Regions from separate parts of the Mus musculus genome. Here region 1 is linked to region 2. A link is a contact called in public Hi-C data. All regions are on one chromosome and are shown on one strand. The core of a region is the stretch at or near the end of the contact, and the rest is flanking DNA. Distances in the headings are between cores, read along the strand shown.

What was found. A called contact is a pair of places that touch in the nucleus more often than the background predicts.
Region 1: a contact with region 2 is called in a Hi-C map of the STO cell line, with 2.4 times the contacts expected there. The contact joins two enhancer-like sites. A contact is called at or near these places in 1 of 39 promoter capture datasets (hematopoietic stem and progenitor cells), 8 of 15 datasets of contacts at CTCF or cohesin (the G1E-ER4 cell line, the NIH/3T3 cell line, embryonic stem cells and 5 more), 118 of 484 Hi-C or Micro-C datasets (the AML12 cell line, the AtT-20 cell line, the BV-2 cell line and 67 more), 33 of 115 datasets of contacts at active chromatin or transcription factors (PVALB interneurons, Th17 cells, astrocytes and 20 more) and 6 of 9 other capture datasets (adipose tissue, embryonic stem cells, embryonic tail and 3 more).

Annotation. Positions count from the first base shown.
Region 1 is chr6:58,750,763-58,758,204 of GRCm38.p6, forward strand. No RefSeq gene overlaps it. Among named protein-coding and RNA genes, the nearest start is that of Gm38822, 59 kb to the right of the region's middle. Within about 2 kb of position 6,024, at least 11 of the 459 cell types and tissues checked have an H3K27ac peak or open chromatin away from gene starts, as enhancers often do. A contact at or near this core is called in the STO cell line, where this site is marked.
Region 2 is chr6:58,599,971-58,606,969 of GRCm38.p6, forward strand. It overlaps a transcript of Abcg2 not described here. Among named protein-coding and RNA genes, the nearest start is that of Gm45943, 19 kb to the left of the region's middle. Within about 2 kb of position 2,726, at least 24 of the 459 cell types and tissues checked have an H3K27ac peak or open chromatin away from gene starts, as enhancers often do. A contact at or near this core is called in the STO cell line, where this site is marked.

The sequences.
Region 1 (7,442 bases), core at 4,774-7,273, 150 kb after region 2:
AGTCTGCTTGTCCACCATTAAACTCTGGTTAATAAAAATACCAGGAAGAAACTGCCCTGGGCCCAAGCTAACCAGGAAATAGAGGAAAAGTGCCTAAAATTCCTGATGTTATAGATAAATTGCTCAAGCTGGCTTTAGTCATCACTGACCAGTCTCTGTGCACCAGAATACCCCTTGCCAAATAATGTAATTATTAGGCTAGATCCCCTGCCCCCACCCCATTCCCTGCTCAAACTAATACAAAAACTGCCTAATTGAAAGAGCTTCAATTCGGCTCTCAGCACGAATCTGCTCTGTTGAAGGAGTCTTTGTGTCCAAGCTTAAACTTGAATAAAGGCTGTTTGCTTTTCCATACAGATCTGGACTCCCGGTGGTCTTTGGGGACCCCAAAATTTGGTCACAACAGGAATTGTAATCCTTCAGTATTGTTGTTCTTGTTCTGGGTTGTTTTGGCTATCTGGGGTCTTTTGTGACTCTACAGTCAGCCTGTGTCTTTGGATTGGAGAATTAAAGATATTTGTTATAGTTGATGTTCTGTTGCTATGAAGAGACAAGATGACCATGGTAACTCTCATAAAGGAAAACATTTAGTTGGAGCAGACTTACAGGTTTAGTTCATTATCACTGAGGGACCCTAAGGGCTTTTTCCAGTCCCACACCTTTCTTACAGCTTCCTCCTCCCATCTGGGGTCAAGGCTAGACCAAGTTCCATTCTCCACCCACAGGAACATTCTTGAGTAAAAATTCACAGACTGTAGGAACTGATAGTCACCTGACCCTCTGGAAAGTCCCAGATAGAGTTCAAATGCATGTCATGATCTGCCCATGCTTGCTATCCAACAGATTGATCAATATGCTTAGCCAATTACTTTGAACTGTAACCTTGCTAATGTGCCCCTAAAAATTATAAAAACTGCTTGTAATAGCTATTTGGGGTCACTTGCCTTGTGGGACTAATTGAAGGTAGACTCTGAAGCGCTGGAAAATAAACCTATTATTTTTGCATCCATCTGCATTTCATTCTGGGGTGAAGTAAGTACCACTGACCAAAGGTCAGGGTCTTACAATCATTATGGTAGGAACCAGGGCAACAGGCAAACAGACATGATACTGGAGAAGGAGGAGAGAGTTCTACATCTGGATCAGCAGGCAGTAGGAAGAGAGAGAGATATACATGTTGTACCTCCTTTGCAAGCCCTCCCCCCCCAAAAAAAAAACCAACCAGGAGCTGACTTCGATGCAATTACATTAGAGTCTCTTTATTACAGACTCAAATTCTGCTGACCCACAGGACAGTTTGGTGAAGTAGCCCCAAACTCTCAGTGGGACAAGGCTTTATAAGAAATCGTAGCAAGTAAAGGGGTGTCCATTCTGGCAAGCATCTAATTGAATGGCTATTGTAAGCCAACAGGTGGGTGTTCTGAAGCAAGATCGTATATAATCACAAATGGTCCAAAAGTATATCTGAACAGACGAATCTTTGATTAACGTTTGCTAGGAAGCAGCTAGGGAGTATCTCTCGCCAGGCAAAAGCTGTAGGGTCCTTTCTGATACTTGTGTGCAGTTCGGGTTCAGTTGCTGGTTAATTTTTTTTTTTTTTAATGGAGGCCAGTCCCAAGATGGAGTAACCATTTGAAACCTCAAAGCCCACTCATGTTACAGGATATTTGATTATTGTACATAGAAAACCTAATTGTTAGGAAAATATAAAGCTTAAACAGATGAAAGTTGCAGTTAGATGTGGCCTGGATAGAAGCAGTTTAGGTATGCCTCTGAAAGCCTCCATAGATAAGAATGCTAAGGAATGAAAAGTTCCTGCGGGTTTTAAGACTCGGTGTTTGGGAGAGGTCCTGTGGAATTTGCTCTATGACCCAAGGCAAAAGTCAGCTGGATAGCCCTGGGCTACCCCACCTTAAAAGTAAAAAGGTTCATCTCTACTGACTTGGCTTTGAGCCCAGTGCCCCATGATGGTGACTTGATTCAGTCTGCCAAGGGTGTAGGCAAGAAGTTGGAGATTTCTCTGATATGCAATTGGACTTTTGATAAGCTCATTTGGTTTTTCGAGGGACCATGGCCCTGGCTCTCCGCTTAGCTCAGAGATTGGCTGCCTGCTGGCCCCACTACTGATTTGCCTGTTCTCCACCAATAGCCAGCTACCTTTTTCCTGGAAGCTGCAATCTCGATCCCAGCCCCTCCCAGCTTAGCTTCCGCAAGCCGCCATTCACACCCAGTTTCTATTTCTACCACCTTTGTTCCATGGAATGAAAAATCCGCTGAGAGTTTTATTACTTTAGAATTTGTCTACATGAGCTGGAGAACTGGCTCAGCAGTTAGGAGCACTGACTGCTCTTCAAAAGGTCCTGAGTTCAAATCCCCGCAACCACATGGTGGCTCACAATCATTCATAATGAGATCTGACAGCCTCTTCTGGTATTTCTGAAGACAGCTACAGTGTACTTAGATATAATAAATAAATAAATCTAAAAAAAAAAAAGAATTTGTTAAAAAACAAAAAAGAATTTGTCTACTAGCACAATTGCTAGGCACAGAATCTCCAGCCCTAATCTTATCAGCTATCAGCTAGCTCCCACCAACCTCCTTGGTCCTGACCAAGGCGGAGGCTGCAGGCCCTACGTGCCCCAAAGCCTTACGTGACTACAGCTTTCTTCTTCCAATGCATGGTTCCAAAAAGCCCTTCCCTTTCCTCCAGTCTCTTTTTCCTCCTGGGACTCAGAAGTCCCATCTGCCCCTTTTGTCCATGAATTGGCTCCAGGCCTTCTTTATCAACATAATCAAGAATCAATTAGGGAACCTGATGATAGTAGCAGTTCCTCCCCTTACAGCACTGCCTTATCATAGCAATAACAATAAGACAGGAAGTGTCTTTTCCTGTCTATTTGATGTTTCAATGTCTCTTGTATCTTTAATAGGCATCTCTTTCCTTCCTTCCATTTTGGGAATTTTCCTCTATGATTTTTTTTAAAATGCCTCCATGCCTTTGACCTGTATTACTTTCTCTTCTTCCATACCTGTGATTTTTTTTTCTTTTTATAGTTTTTCAGGTTCCCTGAATAGCCATTCCTATATGTATGCATGTGTATATTTAACATTTGTTTTTACTAAGTGATAATTTTCCTTTCCCTTGTCTTTGAGACCTGATCTTCTCTTGTCTACCTAATCTAATTTATTGGTGATACTTTCCCCAGAGCTCTTTGTTTGACTTCCTAAGTTCATTTCATTTTGGATATTCTTTAGAGAGTCTTTTTATTAAAATGATATTTTCAGATCTTGAATTGCTTTCATAGTTTAATTTAGTTGTTTATGTTTTCATAGTTTTAATTCAGGCATTTGTTCATGTCTTCTTTGAATTCCTTAACATATTTATAGTTGTTGTTTTGAAATTACTGGCTGGAGTGGTATTATATGCCTTTAATCTCATCACTCAGGAGGCAGAAATAATCAGATCTCTGTGAGTTCAAGGCCACTCTGGTGTAGATTGCAAGTTCAAGAACATCCAGGACTACATAGAGATACCCTATCTTAAACAAACAAGAATAAAAGAAAAAAAAAAGAATATACTGCCTTGCACATGAGCTAGGTTGCTTTACTCAGAGAACAGTACAGTTGGAGGGATAATTTCCAAAGGAGATATATTTCTTACTCATGTTTATTGTGTTTTGGAGATTTGACCTAGGCATGAGTTTACATTTTTTCTAATGTTTCTTAGTGCCACTATCTGACATTCTCTTTGTTGGATTGTTTGGAATCTTCTTTACTATTACCCTAACTTGCCCGGCTGTGCACTGGCAGAATGGTGCTTGGTGTTCAGTAGTGGAATGACTCTTTGTTGGTGTGAGAATTGGGAATCAGAACTAGCCTTGGCTTGGCTAAGAATAGCTGTTCCTTCTGAGTTGGGAGTAACATCATCTGGAGGCTTAGAAGATTCTCCCTGCTGATCTTCAGGAGTTTGTAGAGGGCTCACTGGGTTTGCAGGGGATCCTGGCATTCAGGTTTGTATTCCCTGAGGTGTTGGCACTGGGTAGGACGGTGAGTGGAGTGACAGAGAGACAGTCTGATAGGGGAATGGGTTCAGGAAACTGCAGGTAGTTCTGTGTAGCATTCCACATGGTGTCTGTGTCGTGTCAGGCAATGTAGGAGATGGGCTAATGACAGGCAAATAGAAGGGGGACTGGGTCTAAGCAATACTTGTGAGTTGGACTCCACATAGTACCAGTGTTGCCAGGATGATGAATGTTGCTATCATATTTTTTGAAAAAAATATTTTTTCTATGAACAATGACAATGAAAAATAAAATGTATATATTCACTCACAAAACTATATGTTATAAAATTTTATAAAAATACAAAATAAAATATAACAAAACATTTATACACTGATCTCTGAACAAGGGAATCATTTATTTGCTTACCCATGTACTCTGCATTTATTTATTTACCGTTTATACTTAAAAAAATGAAACCTTCAAATTCAACAGCCAACACAAAAGAGGAGAATCTATGCTCATCCCAATTTTTGTTGTACAATCATATTTTAAGTTTATAGAGCATATTTTAAAACTATGATGAAAAGATAGTAAAATTTGAGAAAGCGATAAAAAATGTTGAAACAAGTGGTCTTAGGTTTGGGGTTTTGGCTCTACCAACATTGCTGTTCAACTTTTTATTATACTCTCTGTGTGTGTATGCTCTCAAAGGTGAGTGCCAAGGTATGTTGCAGAATATTTGATCCCACCATGAACCCCAAGACTGTGTTATTTACTGGAAAAAAAAACTGTTTCTCCTTGTGTGGCTCAGTCCTAGCACCCACATAGCTCTTAATTCAAGAGCTCCCTGCTTGAATATTGTAAACAGGACTAAATGAAGGCAACCATAGGTCAAGAGGCAGAACAAGCAATTATTTGACAGGAAGTGAACATAGGATTATTAGGAAAAAACCCACAGAGAGTAAGTCAGAGGACAGATACAGAGACTCACAGGTAGTAGAAGGGAGGGACATTTAGTTTGAGGGTTTTTGTTTTGTTTTTGTTTTTGTTTTGACAGTGTGAGAGAACATTGGCTAAGGAGGAAGGTCATCTGGTTAGTTTCTCCACCTCTCTGAGCTAGCAGGTTTCACCCCAGTATTTGGCTCCTGAGTCTTTATTGGTAAAATTGAACACTTTAGTGAAATTGAAGTTGCCTTGGAGACCCCTAGATATTAGAGGTGCCAGAGCAGTTGGGTATCTGCTAGGGAAATCTGCTAACAGGGAATGGAACCAGTCTAAGAGAAAGGATTGTGTTTTAGTCAACAAAGCTGAAAGAAGTTGAACATCAGACATGGAGATGCAGCATTTGGAGTCTGCCCAGCTGGCATTTGGTCCTTTTCAGTCCAGTATTTCCTCACTATGACATTTTAGAATGGTAATGTATCTTCTATGATTTTGGAAGTATGTGATCTGCCTTTTTATTTTGATTTTATAGGGGATTAGAGTCAAGAGATTGCATGACTCTCACCAGAGTCTTTGAACTTTTAAATATTGTTGAGATTGTGATAGACTATGGGGACTTCTGAAGTTGGACTAAATGCATTTTGCATTATGTTTTGGCTAGAAACCTATGGGGGCCAGGGAGTTGAATGTGGAGATGTGGCCCCCATAGATTCATTTGTTTGACTACTTGGCCCATAGGGAAGGGCACTATTAGGAGGTGTGCCACGTGTAGAGATCAGAGGACAATGAGTAGGAATCAATTCTCTCCTTACACAATATCCTTCCTGAGGACCAAAGTAGGCTTGCTGAGTTGAATCTGGCTGCAAGTGCCTGTATCCACTGAATTATCTTATCATCCCCAGTTTAATGTTATAAGTTAATTTTAGGATTTGTTTTGCATTAATAAAATGAAAAAGCTTACAGTACCTCCCTTACGTACTGGTTCTATATGTGATAATAGGATGGTCTATGAAGAGTGATCAGGAGAGGCCCCAAGGCAAGGGCTCCATCCAAAGTAATTGCTGTCATTCATTGACTGTGAGTCACTTCCTTTTTCTGACTTCCCCTTCCCTGAGGCAAGAGGTTGTGTTTTTGTGTTTCCAACAGCATCCATCTCTCTCTCTCTCTCTCTCTCTCTCTCTCTCTCTCTCTCTCTCTCCATTCTCTCTCTCCATTTTGTTCCTTTTTAGTACATAACTGTGACCTGTAACTTGAGTGACATTATTTAAAATATTTTCCTCACAATTCATTAGAGCAGGATCAAGCTGTTTTCTTTACCATGTTCCCTCTGTATTTAACACACACTGTACAGCATACACACAAACTATATATAACATACATAATTTGTGCTGGAATTTAGTAGACCAATAAACATTGTTAAATGACTAATGAATCAATAACTAAATCATATTTATTTTATAAATAAATGAATCATTCTTATTTTAATAAGGCTATAAAATCTTTATCAAAAATATTTCGTAACAAATAATAGAGCATAAAGCACATGCAAACTTGCTGGCTTCAAGTTTCATTCCAGGGTCTGATGATTTCAGTCAGAATAATGATCTTCATTCAGCCCCTTCTCCTCCTGAAGCATTTATTCTTGTGAATTCTATGTTTACTTCCAAATGCCAAGTAAATAGATGCTTGCAAATATCTTATTTGGGTTAAAATATGAATTCTCTGTGGACAATTTGAAAAACAGAGAGTGACTGAGAGGCTCTTGAGGGCGAGGGAAGAAAGGTAACTTTTCTACTTCCTTTTTCCCAGAGCTGTCTTATCAGGCTTTGCTCATTGTCAGAAGGGCCTCTGTATAGGGAAGACTTTCTGGTAAGTGTGTGTGTGTGTGTGTGTGTGTGTGTGTGTGTGTGTGTGTGTGTGTGTTTATGTCTATGTGTCCTGTGTGTGTGTGTGCGCCCACGTACACCACGTACAAAAGTGTATAACACACACACACACTTTCTGTTTCAAATATTTTCTTGTCCCACAAGTCATTTAACGCCACTAGATTATTTTTAAATAGAAGTCAATTATACTTCATTAGTTACTTTCCTACTGCTATGATCGAATACCATGACCAACACTACTTATAAAAGAGTTTATCTGAGCTTATGGTTCTAGAAGGATAAGAGTCCAAGTTGGCAGAATAGAAGCATCACAACTGGAGCAGGAACTTCTTGAATAACAAGCACCGAATAGAGAGAGCAAATTAGAAGTAGGAATGGTTTTCTTATTCTCCAAGCCTATCTAAGTTACACACTTCCTCCAGATGGCCAAACCTCCTGAAACTTCCCCAGAAGAACTACCCAAAAAGGGAGCTAAGTATTCAAACACATGAGCCTGTGGGGATATTTTTATTCAAACTGCCACAACACCAGCCAGCTAGCTCAGAAAAGTAGCCACTCTGTAGCTCCTTGTCCTATCTTCATAAAACACCCATTTAGGGTGGCTTTCCCC
Region 2 (6,999 bases), core at 1,476-3,975:
AAGGCCTGCAACCTACATGCTCCTCTGCAAGGCTCAGTCTTTGAATAGTTTCAGGTCAGGCAGACAATTTTAGAAGCCATATCTAATAACCCCTGTAAGTGTGGACCCTTTCCTTGCCCAAGAGTCGCCCCGAGTAGATCTCCTTGGGGCAGCATTATCCAACGTGTATTTCTAGACCAGCACTAATTGACAAACTTATGGTGATTATTACTGGGTATTAATTGCAAATCCACAGACATTATCCTAATCCTATTAAATCAGAATCCTGGAGAGCGGTTTCCTAAATCAGTATTTTCCTTATGGCTTTGGGAGGGGTGGTGCTGCTGCACTTGAACCAGGGTTGTGAGGATGTCTTCCTACTGACCTACACCCTGCTGTTGAGCTAATATACCCTGAGAATTGACATTTACTGAGGCTCACCACATGTAACTATTGATAAATACTAGTTTCTATCAGTAGTTCTCAACCAGGATCAATTGTACTTCTTATGTAAGATTATTAAATAAAACACACTTTTTAAATATAAGTATCTCCTGTATAATAATTTTAATCTAAGACTCAGGTTCCATTTGTATCTGTTAATAATCTCCTTCTCCCTCCCCCCATGCAAGCAATCCTAATTAAATACAGTGGGACACATATAAACCACACACGCGTGCACACACACAGACACAGACACAGACACACACACACACACACACACACACACACACACAAAATAACCAGAAGGGGGAAGACAAAATTTAGTGGAGGGTGGGAGGAAAGGAGGATAATGAGGAGAAAGATAAAAAGTATATTTTATATGTGTGTGTGTTCAAAATTGAAAAATAAAAAGAATCACTACAGAAAAAGAAAAAAGAAAATCTTCCAATATATGCTCCTCAGAGGGCTCTCAGTCTCTGCATGGACTTAGTGCTGAGTATTGGGTATAAGGCATGCTTTGCCCCCTAAGTTTCTGCTTCCCTGTGTATGTTTGAGGATCTCAGACCCATGATCATTATGCTCTTGCCATAGAGTACAACAACAGGTCAGAGAAGTCTGGTTACCTCTCATCCCTCTAGCTTACCATGGAAGTTGTACCACAGTCTCTCTAACAGTGAAGCTGTACCTGCTGACCTTTGAGATCACTGCTGTCATCCTGAGGTTAGGGTATCCATTTCCATGTCAATCACACCTACCATTCTGTCTGACCTACAGAGTTCTTCAGATTTAAGTCATCTATTATTATGTCTTCTTTGTGTCTGGCTCACCAAAGCATTTATTAGATGTGAGCCATAGCTACCAGTTTTAAAATACGTATGTATGTATGTATGTATGTATGTATGTATGTATGTATGTATGTGTATATGTGTCTGTCCAAGTGTATGCATTCTTATTGTAAGTACACACATTTATCTACATGCATGGAGGCCAGAAGAGAGAGTCAACATACCCACCTTTATTACCCTGTGCCTACTTCTTTGAGCCATGATCCCTGCCTGAATGTGAAACTCATTTTCTTGGTAGGATGGAAGCCAGAAATCCCCAGTCATTCTCTTGTCTCTGGCCCGTCCGAGAGTGGGGGTTACAGGCATACATGAGTCGTCCAACTTGAAACATAGATGCTGCAATTCAAACTCTGACTTTTATGATTATACAGCAAGCACTCTTAACAGCTGATCCAGTTCTCTAGTTCCAATCTATTCATTTTTAAACATTTATTTGGTTAGGGGTGCATGCGATGATACTATAGAGCGTATGTAAAGGTCAGAGAACAACTTGGAGGAGTTGATTCTCCCCTTCCACCATGTGGGTCCTAGTGATTGATCTTTGGTCATTGTGCTTAACAGCAAGTGTCTTTAGCTTCTATGCCACCTGCTGACTCTCATCAGTGAATTTTTAATGTACTGATGGAAGTATTATCCCAGAGAGTCAAGTTGAAGATGGACATGCCCCATCTCCTGGCTGAACATAATGGGCCCATTATTTCTATAAATGTTGCTATCTTTTGTCTAAATTTTGTTAGAGATTTTCTGATTTTTCAATTGCGGACTCTAGAACTTTATTAGCTATCCTTTTTAAACTGTTACTGCCACCTTCATTATTCCACCAACATGCTATATTCTAAATCCTTGGGGTCTAATTCCTTGGGAATTGTGCTCTCATCAATGACTTTGATTTAATTTCTTTGGGTGATTGGGATTCCAAGGCTGGCCTTAAACTTGCTGTTTGCTGTTCATCTGACTCAGCCTCCTTAGCGGTGGGATTACAGATAGGAGAGGCCATACTTAGCTTTCATGACTGCAACCCCCAAGAACCACACATCCCCAGCTCTTCCTAAGTGGACAACTCCTAAAGCAGCATGGTTTTAGGATGAGGTCACTCCCTCTGGAGGAGGCCCAAGTTTCTGTCTCTGACAGTTAGTCCAGATATTTATTGCTGCCTACAAAACCATCTCACATTTAGGTCAGCAATTTATTACTAATCTCTTTGTTTGAGTAGAGTGGGTTTGAAAGAGAACCCAAGGACAAGACTAGAGAGCTGATGGAATTTGTGGGGGTTTTTGAAGAGTGTTGTTGTAAAAGAGAGCAGAGCAATAGAACAATTGGAAGGAAATGTGGGATTAAGAGAACGATTGAAAAAACTGAAGAAGAAAAAAAAAAGAGAGAACGACTGAAGATGGGGTAAATAAATACCAACATGTTTATGCTGTGCCAAGTGGTCTGGAAGACTTCATATTTATAAGATGACACAGAGGAGAAAGGGGAAAGGGCTGTCACTGAGCAAGGAAAGAAATGGGATTTGATGCAAAGCAGCTGCCCTGGCCTTTACTTAGAAAGGTAGACTGCTCCTCTCATTACAGTAAGGTGGGCACTGCCAGTAATCTCAAAGTTCCCCTTTGCTTCAATTTTCTCAGTAAAGCAGGAAATGATATTATCACTCAAGAATGATACACACATGTGCATGGGGGGGTGAATATGATTGGGAGAATGAATGAATGAATGAATGAATGAATGAATGAATCAGATGACTATTGAAATAGGAAAATAAGGACAAGGACAGGAGTGATGGCACATAGCAAGACTTTCTCTTTCCCCCTCCCCCCACACACACACAGAAAGAGAGAGAGAGAGAGACAGAGAGAGAGAGAGAGAGAGAGAGAGAGAGAGAGAGAGAGAGAGAGACTGCAAAAGGCTAAGGCTAGCTGCCATACAGTATCAGCTGTATACCAGTGAGACATCAGAATTCTTGACCCTGAATTTAAACTCAGATGAGTCATTATTCTTATATGTTTTCCCCAGTTTCATGCAGGATGAAAAAAAAATAGAGAAGTTAGTTAGTGGGTTTTGTCTAGAGTCTGCCTAGGTAAAAGAGGGAGTTTAGGTGCTCTCAGAGGTGTGAATACAACAAAAGATTGTGGACTTTCAGCAGGTGTGGGAACATGGGAACTAAAGAAGACCACACAGGATGCAGCACAGTGAGGGAGTGGTGAGCAGGTTCTTGAGAGCTTCTTGAGGGGTCTCCAGGAAGAATTGGGTTACTAATGGTGACTTGAAAGGGAGAGAAATTGGAGGTGGCAACCCCCAAGACATTACCTGGGAGAACTTTGCAGAAGCAGGGAAGAGTGTTGGGAAGGTCATCTGTGTACTGAGTTACTAAGATCTGAGACAAAAGGCATGCTGGACAGTGTCAAAGATGGCAGTGGTGGTGAGACTCCGATAGGGACAAAGTTTAAGGATGTGGAATTCAAAGCTGAGGTTTAGTGAGGACTGTTAGATGGTCCAATTTGGAATGTTAATAGTTCGTGTTACTTTCTCCTCTAGGAATAAGCAACATCAGAATGTGAATGTCCTAATGCTTTTAGGAAAACTTGTTTGTGTAAAGATGTTTCATGCTTTAATCACCAGAGGGTGCCAGAGTCAAGCAAATGATTCTTCTTCTCTTCATATGTGTATACAATATAGGTTGAGTATATACATACTCTACTGGGCCCCCCTCCAGACCCTTGAGAACTCACCCCCAGCACATTTTCCCCTCAGCTTCATGTCATAAACACACACACACACACACACACACACACACACACACACACACACACACACACACGTCTGAAACAAATATCCAGTTAGTGCTGCTTGTATGTACTTAGGTACTTTTAGTTTTCATCTGTAGCTGAGATAATCTTCAAGTAGTGGAAGGAGGCACTATTTATATTGGAGAGGGGAAATGTGTAAGTGAGAATTTGCCACATAAACTAGGACATGTGTTCTGCTCTCCATACAAATCTCCAACTTCTTATATTTTTGTTTGTGAACCTAGTCTTTAGTGGCTCGGCCATCTCTCCAGCTCCAAAGCTCTAATTTCTATAATTAAAATGAAAACGGAGAAAGTGGACAAACTGGCCTTCACCTTGATGGTGGGGAAACCCTCTCCTCTTTACTCCACCTCCCTAACTATCTTTACTGCACACTTCATGTTTCCCTTTGATATAATGAGACAATGTTTCAAATAAGAGAATTGTTGCATTCAGAAAAGTAGGTAGGGCATCCAAAACTAGCCTGAAGTATTTAAATTCTAACAGCTTTGGTTTTTGTCTTCTATGGCAATTCTTCTGAACTTGTCTTAGTTTTAGATACGCCTTTCATGCTAAGTACATTAAAACCCATATGTCCAGACCCCTTTGGAGTGTGTGTGTAGGGGGGTCCTGCCTGGCACTTCTGTAGGTCAGAGGACAACTCTAAGGTATAGATTCTCTTCCTTCCACCTTGTGAGATCCACAGATCAAACACAGATTTCCAGTCCTGTGATTGTTTGCCTCTACTGACTGAGTTATCTCAAGACTCACAAATGATTTTTCTATTTAAGTATTTCTGTTAAATTTTTTTATCTTTTAATTAGCCAAAACATTCTCATTCTCTTTCTGTGTCTCTATCCCTCTGTCTCTGTCTCTGTCTCTGTCTGTCTCTGTCTCTGTCTCTGTCTGTCTCTGTCTGTCTCTGTCTGTCTCTCTCTCTGTCTCTCTCTCTCTCCTGAATAAGGAGAAAGCAAGCTAGGCACCAGAATCCATCTCTTTCTGCTTCCTGGATGCAGATGCAGTGTGATCAAATGTCCCGGCTGCCAGAACTGCCTCGCCATAATGCAATATGCCCTCAAGCTCAGAGACTAATAAACCCTTTCTTCCTAAAGTTTCCTTTGTTAAAGTATTTTATCACAGTGTAAGAAAAGTAGGTAGTACATATTTTTATTTCAAGCAGAGGATATTTAGTTTGTATGTGATTTAACATTTAAACGTGTGAAGACCTTCACACGTTTAAATGAGCACAGTATTTAGATTTTCAGAACAGACATGTTTCAGAAATAAAGGACTTATCACCAAGGCACAAACGCAGGCAACCCTTTCAGTCCTCTTAAAACCCAGGCAAAAAGGCATGGATAATTAGTGAAAATAGCAAATACCAGAAGTTACTGTTTTGCCCTTAAGTTATCTGTGGCAAAGCTGTACTGCTATATTCTCTCATCTTCTCCTTCTCCCTCTCCTCCTATACCTCCCCCACTCTCCTGCCCCCACTGCATGAGAACACTTGCCATTTGCTTGAGTAAACTAGCTTTGCTTACACTTTTACTTTATTTTTATTTTTATTTTCACTTTATTTTATTATGCAAGAACACTATGGTACTGGAAACACAAATACCCTGTGGCCCACAGTCTTTCCACAGAATTGGTCAATGTGTGTATCGTTTGTTTCTTTCCACAGCCTTAATTTTGCTCTTTTTTTTTTCTGTAAGGTCTGCCTTTATTTGTTACTTGACCTTTTTCCCTTACTAGTTTTAATATTCTTTCTTTGTTTAATGCTTTTGATGTTTTAATTATTATGTGACAGGAGGAATTTTTTTCTGGTCCAATCTATTTGGAGTTCTGTAGGCTTCTTATATGTTCATGGGCATTTCTTTCTATAGGTTAGGGAATGTTTCTTCTATAATTTTACTGAATTACCGGCCCTTTTAGTTGGGAATCTTCACTCTCTTCTATACCTATTATCCTTTGGTTTAGTCTTCTCATTGTGTCCTGGATTTCCTGGATGTTTTGGGTTAGGAGCTTTTTGCGTTTTGCATTGTCTCTGACTGTTGGGTCAATGTTTTCTATAGTATCTTCTGCACCTGAGATTCTCTCTTCTATCTCTTGTATTCTAGTGGTGATGCTTGCATCTATGACACCTGATCTCTTTCCTAGGTTTTCTAACTCCAGGGTTGTCTCCCTTTGTGCTTTCTTTATTTTTTCTATTTTCATTTTTAGATCTTGAATGGTTTTGTTCATTTCCTTTGTCTGTTTGGTTGTGTTTTTCTGTAATTCTTTAAGGGATTTTTGTGTTTCCTCTTTAAAGGCTTCTAGCTGTTTATCCATGTTCTCCTGTATTTCTTTAAGGGAGTTATTTATTTCCATCTTAAAGTTCTCTCTCCCCATCATGAGAAGTAATTTTAGATCAGAATCTTGCCTTTCCAGTGTGATAGTGTATCCAGGACTTGCCGTGGTAGGAGAATTGGGTTCTGATGATGCCAAGTAACTTTGGTTTCTGTTGCTTATACTTTGAGACTTTTAAATTGATTCCAGACTATTTAAAATTAAGGTTTAGCTCAAAGAACATAACAGAAAACAATGCCTGTTCAGCTTTGATAGGTTAAATTTGTAGCTATGCTCGTTTTGCCAATCGTATTTAAATTTGGTAGAGTGGAGGAGTTTGTATGGAAATAAGTTTGATAGCAAGTCCCAAGTTGTTGCAATATGTGACAGTTAAATGCAAAATATGATTGCAAGTTCCATGAAAACAGGAAGATAGGTTGGGCTTGAACAATGCTGGTGGGTCACTGAAGGTACTGCCAGTTCTTAGTGTGGGCTTAGCTTTCTCATGGTTGCTTCCTCCTTGGCCAGAAGCTCTTTGCTTTTTCCTGAGGCACATCCAGTAGCAGGGACACAAAAGGAAATGTCCAAAGAATCCCTGGAGTTCCCTTTTCTTCAGCTCG